Regions from separate parts of the Mus musculus genome. Here region 2 is linked to region 1. Evidence: chromatin contacts called from public HiChIP or PLAC-seq data. All regions are on one chromosome and are shown on one strand. The core of a region is the stretch at or near the end of the contact, and the rest is flanking DNA. Distances in the headings are between cores, read along the strand shown.

Region 1 (5,483 bases), core at 1,661-4,160:
GCCATTCCTTTTGAGTTCAGCCTTCCTCTGTGAGTTCACTCCATTGCCTCATTTGTAGCCTTCACTTATCACAGCTTACTCTGTCATGTGACCCACACTGATGCTGCTGCTCATCATTTGGCTGATCCTGAACGGAGGAGACAGCAGAAGCTTTGTAGGAGCACTCAGAGAGGCAGCCATAGAGGGGGCCCTCTTTTCACCCTCTCTGGCCACTGAAGACCTAATAGCTCTATGAGAACTCCAGAGCCATCCGGAACAGGAATGGGGTGCAATGAAGGGGCACAGGAAGCTTTTTTCCACAAGGAAGGAAGTTCTTATGAGTTCAACTCACTGAAATAGGAGGGCTTATCACCAAGGCAACACAGTGTAACATGTACGCAACCTAGGAAAGTTAGGCAGGCATCAGAATGGAACTAAATGTTTCCATATCTTGGAGAGGTAGTAAGGACTGAGGACTCAGCACACTCGTGTAGAATTAAGCTGTCATGCATGAGCATTGAAGAACTTGCTAATAATACCTTCAGTCAATGCTGAGAAACAAAGTCACCAAGTTTGAGTGTACTTTTCTGGAGATCACATGCAATATGCCCCATCTGTCTCCTCTCAAACTAGAAAAAAACAAAATAAGTAGTTCAGGGAAAATAAAATATAAATTTGTTTGCAAGAGTGAACAGGCCATTATTGCCAGAGTTTTATTCTTTTAAAATATCTCAAAAATAAATCCCCAAATTCAAAGACTATCAAGTCTAGGTTGTTAGCTTTCCTATAACTTCAGTTTAAGAAAACTGAAACTCTAGGAATGTGTAATAAAAGAGTACCTGCAAAGAAGCAAAGTATTCTTTCTCCCTCTTTTGGATTTAGTGATGGAATAACCCAGCCGCTGAGCCTCATTTTCTGCTAATAGGCAGAGTTAACTGATCAGTTCATCCCCCCAGTCTCTGATCATCATGGAGTAATCATTGCCTCACTACCTCCTGGTCCATTTCATAAACTTCCATTTTCTTGAGACAGAGATGTTCTGGTCTGAGGAGTGAGACTGTGTACTTGTTAATTATCACTGGGAGGTGAACACCTGCTCCAGAGACCTACAGACAGCCTGTCTGTGTTAACAGAGAATACTAGCAAAGACTGGCTGGTAACAGGAAGCAAGCAGACATGTGTCATGACCCTGCAACCTTTTGTAAAAGTAGTAAAAGCAGAATTATTACAGGGTGTGGCCCTCAGTGCAGAGGAAGTGAAATAAGTTGTGTCTTGTTTTCTCTACATGTTTAGTGACCTTGTGTGTGTACTTAAATCCCAGCTAATAGGCACCAAGAACAAAAATTATTCATTCAATGATTATAGCAGTACCTTAGAAAGAGATGGTATAGCTCATGAGAACCTGGAGGGGAGGCATAAACAGAAGCAAAAGAAACCCCGGGGCGGAGGAATCCACACTGAATTCTGCATCTGCTCTGTAACTTCAAAAGGACTTTGTTATAAATAAAAAGCATTCTTTTTCTTTAAAAAAAAAGATTTAATTATTATGATTAAGCACACTGTAACTGTCTTCAGACACACCAGAAGAGGGCGTCAAATCTCATTACGGATGGTTGTAAGCCACCATGTGCATGTATGTGGTTTCTGGGATTTGAACTCAGGACCTTCAGAAGAGCAGTCAGTACTCTTACCTGCTGAGCCATCTCTCCAGCCCAATAAAAAGCATTCTTGCCTTTAAACACATCCTCACCGTCAATAATCACCTTAACCTTTTAACTCATTTGTGCCTCAGTTTCTCCTGGTGCAAAACAGGGACAATAGTAGTACCATACCACGGGAGTATATGACTTATAAGGACCCATGTGAATAAAGCTCTCAGAATGATATGTGTACATCAGAGAACTATTATGGAAGTGTCTCTTGCTATCTGGGGAGATGATAGAAGTCCACAGTTTGGCTCTCTTACTCCTATATTCCTTTATCTCTCACTTTTCTCACTTCTCTCTCCCCTCTCCTTTCTCTTTGTCTTCTCCTCTCCTCTCTCCCCTCCCCCTTTCTCTCTCTTCTCTCTTTCCCCTGCATTTCTATAATAAACTCTTAAACCATAAAACAAAAAAGAAGTCCACAGTTTGAAAGTTCCATTTCTGAAGCCAGCCTGCCTTGCTTTAAAACCTGTCTTTGCCTCTTACTGGGCTCATCTTGGGTAGCCATTTTGGGCCATGTGCTCTCATGCATAGGGCTATAGTCAGAACTAATTATGTATGAAGCACTTAGGATAATAGTTAATGCTTAGTGTTAGACATTATGTTCTTCTCATGCTATCACTTGCATGTGTCCTCTCTAGGGAAAATACTCCAGTGGTACCAGCAGCTATACTCAGTGCCTTTAGTCCCCAACAGTTCCTTGCCAAGACTTCTTGGCCAGCATCCTCTTTGTACATTCAACGTTCCCACACAGCACACAGTGAGAAAATAGCTATCTCCTCCACCCCCACCCTGGGAAGACCAGGCAAATCAGTTAACCTCATGTCCTTTCTTTTAAGAGTCCCATTTTCTCACTAAGGAGGCTGTGCTCTGATAGAAGATATTCTGCACTAAGGCAAGAATAAAGACGCCCATTCACATGTTATTCACTTGCCTCAAGCTGCTTTGAGAGATCCAAATAAGTCTCAATTGGCAAATAGTGCTTCTAACTTGAAAGGCATCAAAGGCCTATTTGAATCTTAAAGTTTTACACAATTCAGAATTGTTTGTAATTTGATTTTAATAAAAAAAAGCATTGTGCACAACCGTATTAAATTAATAAATAAAATCTAGCTGGTTGTGTTGCATATAAGAAAGAAACTGTTGAATAGAAAAAGCCGTAGCCTTTATACATGCCTAAGTTTATTTTAAAGATGCACTATAGCTCCCTCTCCTGGCACCTAAGTTCAATAGTGTTCCCTAAAATTGAAAAGAAACCAGTAGCCAGATTAGAGTACTTTATTATAGTCCGATAAGGCATCTTTTCAGGGAGGGGTGTGTGTGTGAAAAACTGTAGTTTGGTGATTCCACCCCTGCCCGCTTAAGATAATCCCCACCAACACACAGCAGCATTAGTAAAAACAACGCAACAACAACAAAAATAATCTGGAAACCTAGGGCAATCTGGGCAGATTGGCTTTGATGTGTTAGCGGTAGAGTGACATCGCCACCTGGTGTCCATTTTATGAATTTTCATACATAAGTATTTAATTTTGTGAACATGTAAGCAAAATAATTTACCCAAGAAGCAATATCATTTACCCAATTTTAGGTAGAAATCCACCCAAATCCACACAAACTGGCTGCCTTGCTCTGTCCCTCTTAGTAGCCACCACACTGCGACATCGAAAAATTGATAGGAAAAAGTAAATCCCCGTTATTTTAAATCCAAATCGATTAAAAAAAAATAAAACAGGAATATCTGAACGTCTATTTAGTGCGCTGGGAGCTCTCACAGAACTGCCAAAGTCAAGTCCATGGAATCAAAGGAGTAACAAGCCCTTTGTTCTTAATATCTTACTCTCTGAAGAGTGGCTCCCCAAGGCCTCAGCAGCTGGGCTAGCCCACACCTTGGAGAAGCTGCGCAGTCACATGTGCCCCTCCAAGGCACATGGAACAGAACACATGCGCTCAATATGCTCTGATTTCAAATTTTTGTCAGTGGATATCAGATTGTTTGTATGCTGCTCCTGTTACAGTCTGCAGCTTGGCCGTCCCCCGAAGGGTTCCCTCATCAGAGCCATGGTACTATTCAGAGTAGTGGGAGGTAGGATCTATGATGGAATCTACAGTGAGATGAACCGGTCTTCCAACTGCATGCTCCCACCATGACCTTGCACAGAAACCTGTGAAATCACAAGCACACCTTTTCAGTCTCTCGGTTATCACTGGTACTTCCGTTGTAGTACTCCAAAGGTGCCCAATACTGTCTCAGAATGTCTCTGTGTTCTATTCACTGTCGCGGGAAGCCCCAGGACACACACAAAGGTTAAGTCTGGGAGTAGCACTTTATCTCTCTCCCATCTAGACACTCATCCTTGTCTCCTACAAGTATGGTCATCTACCCAATCTGTGGGTTTACCACAGATTTTCCATTTGGTTCACATTCTGAAAATTAATGATAAGTTAAATGATTATTGGGTTTGTCATCTAAACTCTTTTGTGGGGGGGAGAGAGAGGAGGAGGAAAAAGAAAGAGGAGGAGGAGGGAAAGGGAGAGGAGGAGACCCAAAAGATATGTACTATAAAAAGAGAGAAAACATAAACAAGAGATTAAAAACAAAATATCATGTTAAAATTAAAAAGAAAAGGAGAGAGAAGAGGAGGAGGAGAAAGGAAGGCGGGAAGAAAGAGAGAAAGAAAGAAAGAAAGAAAGAGAGAGAGAGAGAGAGAGAGAGAGAGAGAGAGAGAAAGGAAGGAAGGAAGGAAGGAAGGAAGGAAGGAAGGAAGGAAGGAAGGAAGGAAGAAGGAAAAGCAAACAAATAGCTCTAATATGATTCTCCTTGTATATAGCTTTTCGGTTTCGCTAGGATTCAGGCCGACTGAATAAAACTCTTGTCTGAATGAATATGGACAGTGTGGCCTTTTGGTTTAAGAGAAGCAGTGCACACTCTGGTTCAGAGTTCTGTCCTGACTCTCCGTGGATGCTGTGTGAGTTCTCAAGGCCACCCTCGGAATTTCCTTTATTCACTTGTGGAAATCAGAAGCAACAATTTTGTATGAATATTTCCCTGAAGCATTAAATAGCTTTCTCGTGTGCTTAGCAAACACCATTTCCCCAGGAGCACGGGCTCACGGTTTCTGCTGTGTTATGCTCAATGAGAAATTGGCTCCTGGATTCAACCCGGTGTTAACAACACAAGCTTCAACCTTTCCTTTGAGCCAGGGTTCTGGTTTTTGAATAGCAGCAGGCATTTGACGTTCTGAGAACTGCCATTACTAACTGGGAAGAATAAAGGAAGGCACTAATGAAGCAATCATAGCTTTGGACAAGAAAATACTGTGAAGGTGGAGAAAAGACAAAGGAGGGAGAAGAGATGTCTTGTTACATAATCTGGAAATAAATCAGGGGTCTTAAAGTTGTGGCAAGCCTCTATGCTTTGGCAGATAGCAGCAATTTCTGCTGTGTGTCTGGCACTGTTCTCAGAATTTTGCCAATATTTGGTTCCTTTACCTTTATAATAATTCACCAGCTTACACATTAAGAAACTGGAGCAAAGAGCATGAAATAATTAACCAGGGCCATGAGAGAAAGCCTCTGCATTGAGCTTGGAAGATGCCAGGTATGCAGAGACAGGCTGCTACGCTTGTTGTGTGTTCAGCCGGCCTCTGTCCTGCCCTCCCCCCACCTTCTCTTCATATCCACTCTCCTATGTCCCTGTCCTTTCTCCTCACCTTCATCTCCCCTTCATGCTTTCATCTTTTTTTCTCATGTCTTCTCTCTCTTTGCTCCTCTCTTCTCTCCTCTTTCCCCTCTCTCCCT
Region 2 (5,667 bases), core at 2,977-5,476, 620 kb before region 1:
GGTGGTGCCCAGTGCTGGACAGGTGGCAGCAGAGGGATTAGAAGTTCAAAATCATCCTTGGTGCATGGCTGAGTGCCAGGTCAGCCCGGCTAGGTCAGACCCTGTCTCACAAGGTGTGGTTGAGGCACAGAGATGACTCAGAGGGCTAAGCATTCATTACCTTGCAAGTATAAGGAACCGGGTTTGATCCCTAGAGTGCTCTTTCCTTTGATATATTCACTTGTTTTTGAGATAGGGTCCTAGCAATCAAATATATTATTAAACTAATATAGTCTGTTTAGATACCAGTTTAAACAAGCCAACAATAGAAGCATATTCTTAAAACAAGTGGGGGATGTGATTACAAAGCAGGCATTAAATAATGCTGAGGCATCTCTGCTCTTTTTGTCAGGCAGGACAGCAGTATGTGGTTTTATAATAAAGCATCCATCTCAGAGTCCAACTCTGATACATACCAAGACAGTACCTGATATCTGCTTCTGCTTCTAAATATTTAATTAAAAGAAGAAAAAGAATGTGAAACAAGTTCAGCCACAGAGCAACGACATGCAGGCAGTGAGAGTGCAGAAGAGCCATTTCTTGTTTGTATTACAATATTTTCTTAACAGCTTTCTCTAATGAGGCCTCTGAGGATGTTAACTCTCAACACAATGGCACATATCTTGACTAAGATCAGACATAGTACATTCAAGGACATGCTAAATTCCAAAAGGAGGTCACTAAGAAAGAGGAGAGATCCTTCTAAGTGGAGGAGTAAGGAGTGCCTCAGGGAATAAAGAGCAGGTGCGGAGACTCATAAACTGGGGAGTTCAGAATTCTATTTTGACTCTAGACCACATGATTTACATGTCATGTGGAAAAAAGCTATAAAGAGTGTGAATTCAGGATGGAAAGGATTATAAACGTGGAGATGCAGAATTTGATGGTCCTTCACACAACAGTATAAGCTACAGGAGCAGAATAGAGGCATTCAGTGTGTGTGTGTGTGTGTGTGTGTGTGTTGGGATTGGAGCAGGGTTCAGGCTTTTTCAGGGCAACATGTTGCTAAGAATAAATCCACACAATCAAGAATAGCACATACACTTACATGGGTGATTCCTTTACCTGCTTCTAGCTGAATCATGTCCTGAACAAGAACACTTCGAATCCTGAACAGCTCTCCCCAATCCTCCATTCCTGTCACACCCTGATTTTCCACTCTTAGTAGATGACCCCTTCTACTGTAGAGAAAGTATCCATCTTCCGAAGGTAACCACCACAACTGCCCTCAAGGCCTATTTCCCACTACTCACTATTCTTGTACTGCAAGATGACCTCTATTCCACTGGGGCTCAGTAAACAACACAAAATCCACTCCATGCTAAGTTTATAGAACTGTGGTATTAAAGACAGCAGATCGCAACAATCATGATGTTAATGCTTTACACTTTAGTTGATTTAATCCTGAGTGGTATCCTATTTTGTATAAGCAGGAATAAGGCCTAAAACTGCCATGTGATAGTAGCAGGATCTGAATGGGCACAGAGGCCTTATTTATAACCACAGCACCATGTTGCCTCTCTCAAAATAAGGAACTTAATTTTAAAGGTTATAGTTTCTTCAACATAGTATCAAATAGCAACAACAACAAACTAATTCACTGCAGCTTGCTTATTAACACAAAAGTATACAGTATATAAAATCATAATAAAGAAACAACCTATGTTACTATTTAAAAATATAAATATGTAACAAAACCATAAAGGCATGCATAGAGGTGACAGGCTAAATTCAATAGAGTTGTCTCCTGGAGGAAAAGCACAGGGAGACCAGCTAAATAGAAGAAAGTATGCAAAGAGCTTTCAAGTACATTTGTGATATTTTACTTAAGATGGCTGATGCATCTTAAGAATGCTTAGAAGTTATTTTTTATTAACTTCTATTGCAAAGAAATGAAACCAGCCTGGTGGCTCCTGCCTATAGCTCTGACACTATGGGTGCTATGACAAGAGGATCACCAGAATTTGAAGCCAGCCTGGACTACACAGTGATTTTGAGGCCAGCCTGGACTAGAGTGAGACCCTGTGAGTCTCTATACTAGAGCGAGCCAAAATAAACACACAAAGTCAAGCCTATGCAAGGCTTCCATTTCTAAGTGTTCTTTCTGCCACCATGTGGCTCCCACAGATAGTACAAGCACACACTTTTCAGAAAACCAGCACTGTTATGTTAATGTTCAAATTATTACTGCATGAGTAGAAACACAAAGAGCCACCATTTGATACATAATCAATTCTAAAAACATATTTTGGGGTAGGGGTGTATCTTAGAGTGCTTGCTAACCATACCAAGGCTCAGCACTGAAAACACCACCATCATCCAGTTAGCCTATTAATTTCCAACTATGCAACTTCCAAACAGAAGATTTAAATAAGGAACTCATGTAAAGGAACAGTAATATGAAACTTATTGGGCAGTATAAAATGAAAAAAATCAACGTGAGAAGCTGGGTGGTAGTAGCGCATGTCTTTAATCCCAGTATTCGGGAGGCCAAGGTAGGCAGACCTCTGAGTGAGATGTACTTACTAGGTGAGTTCTAAGACAGCCAGAGCTACACTGAGAAACACTGTCTGGAAAAACAAACAAACAAAACAAGTAAGAACAAAAGGGAAGCCTTGCTTTTAAGCATAACTAAGTAGTAAATAAGGGCTTACATACACACTTTAAAACCAGTAAGTAAATAATATGAAAAGAATATAGAAGTTGGGCAGTGGTGGTGGCATGCCTTTAATCCCGGCACTTGGGAGGCAGAAGCAGGCGGATTTCTGAGTTCGAGGCCAGCCTGGTCTACAGAGTGAGTTCCAGGACAGCCAGGGCTACACAGAGAAACAGAGAAACCTTGTCTCGAAAAATAAAACAAAACAAACAACAACAAAAGAATATAGAAACTTTGTGCACAGTATTACTAATCCACATGTAAATTTTAGTATTCCCCTCTTTTCCCTGAAACTTAATACCTTTTTTTTTTTTTTTTTTTTGGAGACAAGGTATCACTATGTGGTCTTGGCCTGAAAATCACTATATAGACAAAGCTGGTCTTGAACTCAGAGATTTACCTGCTTCTTCCAACAACTAACTGGCTTCTTCCTCACTGTACCCCAGATCAGCACAGCTATTGACTCTGCTATTCTCTATCCAAATGAACTCACGGTTCATGCTGTTCCCATTCTCTGGAGCCTTCCCAATGAGGCAGTGGGAGCTCTTGGCTGAGATTTCACTGAACGTCACAGGAAACACCCTTACATTTGTCCCACCATACGATGCTCACTGAGGGGCCATTTTCCTCAATGATCCCTAGAGTGTGGCAAACAGCTTGTAGACAACAAGTATTTGCTGGGTAACTCAAGTTCAGGAACTTCATAGAAACACGAGGAGGAATTTAGATTGTGAGGCTTATTTTAGTTATGTCTACAGATATATACCAGCACATGTCCATACTGTAACTGAAACTTACAAAACAGGGCCCTTGGTTCACAAAGACACAATCTGCCAGACAAGGTGGCTGACTTCCTATAGAGTCTTACTTCAGTGAACTTCTTAAAAATGTAGACTGTGGTCTCCATCTCTTTTTGCTTTGCCTCTTTTTCTCCTCTTGTCTCACTCTTGAATGCAGGGATTCCAGGTATACAGGCCTGTCAAGACCTGGAGTTGCTGATGCTCAGCATGAAGCCTTAGGACATACCAAAGCCACTCCACTCTATATGTGACAACAGCCCTCTAGGCCTGTATGAGTCTGGCCTTCTTCTCCGAGCACAGTCCTTCCTCTCCTTCCAAATCACGGGCTGTCTCACTTTAGTTTTCAGTGTTTCCTATGGCAAGGGTTACCAAACTTTTGGAAAACTCTGGATGCTAAATATTTTAAGTGCATCCAGTTATCAGATTTTTTTTTCTTTTCTTTAGCAGATGTAAACACTGGATACCACACTTAGAGAAGGAATGTCCCAAAGACCACACAGTCATTTAATGCTTGAAAGACCCAGGGCTAGGTTTATGAAAAGAAAAACTGGTCCTCAGCCTCACCTACACCTGCACTGGTACAAACATAAGAGAAGAAACAGGCGGGCTGATGAGTACCCAGGCCAAGGAGCCTCACTACTTAGTAGATAGCACTACAAGCCATACAGCTGAGTAGGACGACAACAACCCAAAACACAACCAACCAAAAAAAAAAAAAAGCCTACTCCTCTTGGAGAATATAAACTTCCTCCTTTTCCTTAAATGAGTCATACCTCCCCAGGCTTCTGGTATCCAGTGAGCAAGGCTTAATTAATCCTAAATAAATTTCCAAACTAGCAGTGTTATCTGACATGGAATGTTCAGTATCTAGAGACCTCAGCTTCAATCTCTCCTCCCAAACACAGCACAAATTAAGCTTATTTTCTTTCTAGGACATAAAACAGTAACTTCTATTCTACTAAAGTTTGGCAAAAAATAAAAATACCTAACAAAACAAAACCAACCCCCCACAAACCATAAAGTAATTTAACATAAAAAGTATTAATTTTTAAAACTACAAATTCCTCACAAAACATCTTCACTTGGTAGTCATATTGTGACTAGAAACAAAGAAACTGAACCACGGTAAAATTTATTTTGGGGTAGAAAGAGCTTTCTAAGACTTTCAAATCACATCCATGACCCACCTGAGGGAGGTTACTTTACAATCTACTGAATGGCGAAAGTCATTATCTAATTTAGTTTTCCATGAACTGTACACTGGCAGACTGACTGGCAGGAGGAGCTTGCGGCAGCTACCTACCTGTGTAGTGTGCTCTGTACACTGGTGCACCTCCGAGGACTACTGCAGAGGTAAAAGGTGAAGTTCAGTGGCAAGACCAGCTGGGCAACCTTGAAGACTGTGCTTCAAAGCAACAACAAAACCGCTCAAATCTCTTGGTCTAAAACACATCTAACAGGGTGTGGTGTTGTTCACATATAACTCCAGCACTCGGAGGCCACGAATCAGAACTGGAGACTAGTCTGGGCCTATGTAGTAAAACCCTGTTTGATTTATTTATTTTGAAACGAACTTGGCTGGTCTGGAACTCCTCCTGGCTCTGTCTCCTGAGTGGTGGGAATAAAGGTGTGTTGTGCCTGGCTAGAACAAAATTACAAAATTACAAAAAAAAAAAAAAAAAAAAAAATTCAACATTTGTAAGATTCCCAGTACACTGACTTTTATAGAGCAGATACCAATGAGTAGGTATGATGATGATAAAAAACAAACAAACAAACAACTGACAGTAAATAAGAATACCAAAGGACTACTTAGAAGTTAATCTGTGGGCTGGAGATATGGCTTAGCAGTTAAGAGCACTGGCAGCTCTTCCAATAAGAACCTAGGTTCAATTCCCAGCAAGCACATGGCAGCTTACAACTGTCTGCCACTCCAGCTCCAGGGGACCTAAGGGATCTAAGATCCTCACACAGACATATATGCAGGCAAAATACCAATGGACATTAAAAACAAACAAACAAACAAACAAAACCTAAAAATACGTTAACTTGCAATTTACAGAATTTATGTGAGGATTCAAACAACATTTCTTTGCATTATGGACAGAAAAAAAAAAACCCAAAAAGTGTACAAAAACATTCAGTAATGTAGGAAAGGAACTGTTTGTGTAA

What was found. HiChIP or PLAC-seq counts read pairs in DNA pulled down with a chosen protein or histone mark.
Region 2: a contact with region 1 is called in an H3K4me3 HiChIP or PLAC-seq map of bone marrow-derived macrophages, with 5 times the contacts expected there. The contact joins two enhancer-like sites. A contact is called at or near these places in 4 of 39 promoter capture datasets (cranial neural crest, hippocampal neurons, pre-B cells and 1 more), 3 of 484 Hi-C or Micro-C datasets (pre-B cells, pro-B cells and regulatory T cells) and 3 of 115 datasets of contacts at active chromatin or transcription factors (astrocytes, bone marrow-derived dendritic cells and bone marrow-derived macrophages).

What each region holds. Positions count from the first base shown.
Region 1 is chr10:57,741,343-57,746,825 of GRCm38.p6, reverse strand. No RefSeq gene overlaps it. Among named protein-coding and RNA genes, the nearest start is that of Fabp7, 41 kb to the left of the region's middle. Within about 2 kb of position 2,910, at least 59 of the 459 cell types and tissues checked have an H3K27ac peak or open chromatin away from gene starts, as enhancers often do. A contact at or near this core is called in bone marrow-derived macrophages, where this site is marked.
Region 2 is chr10:58,359,375-58,365,041 of GRCm38.p6, reverse strand. It overlaps a transcript of Lims1 not described here. Among named protein-coding and RNA genes, the nearest start is that of Gm23058, 13 kb to the right of the region's middle. Within about 2 kb of position 4,226, at least 33 of the 459 cell types and tissues checked have an H3K27ac peak or open chromatin away from gene starts, as enhancers often do. A contact at or near this core is called in bone marrow-derived macrophages, where this site is marked.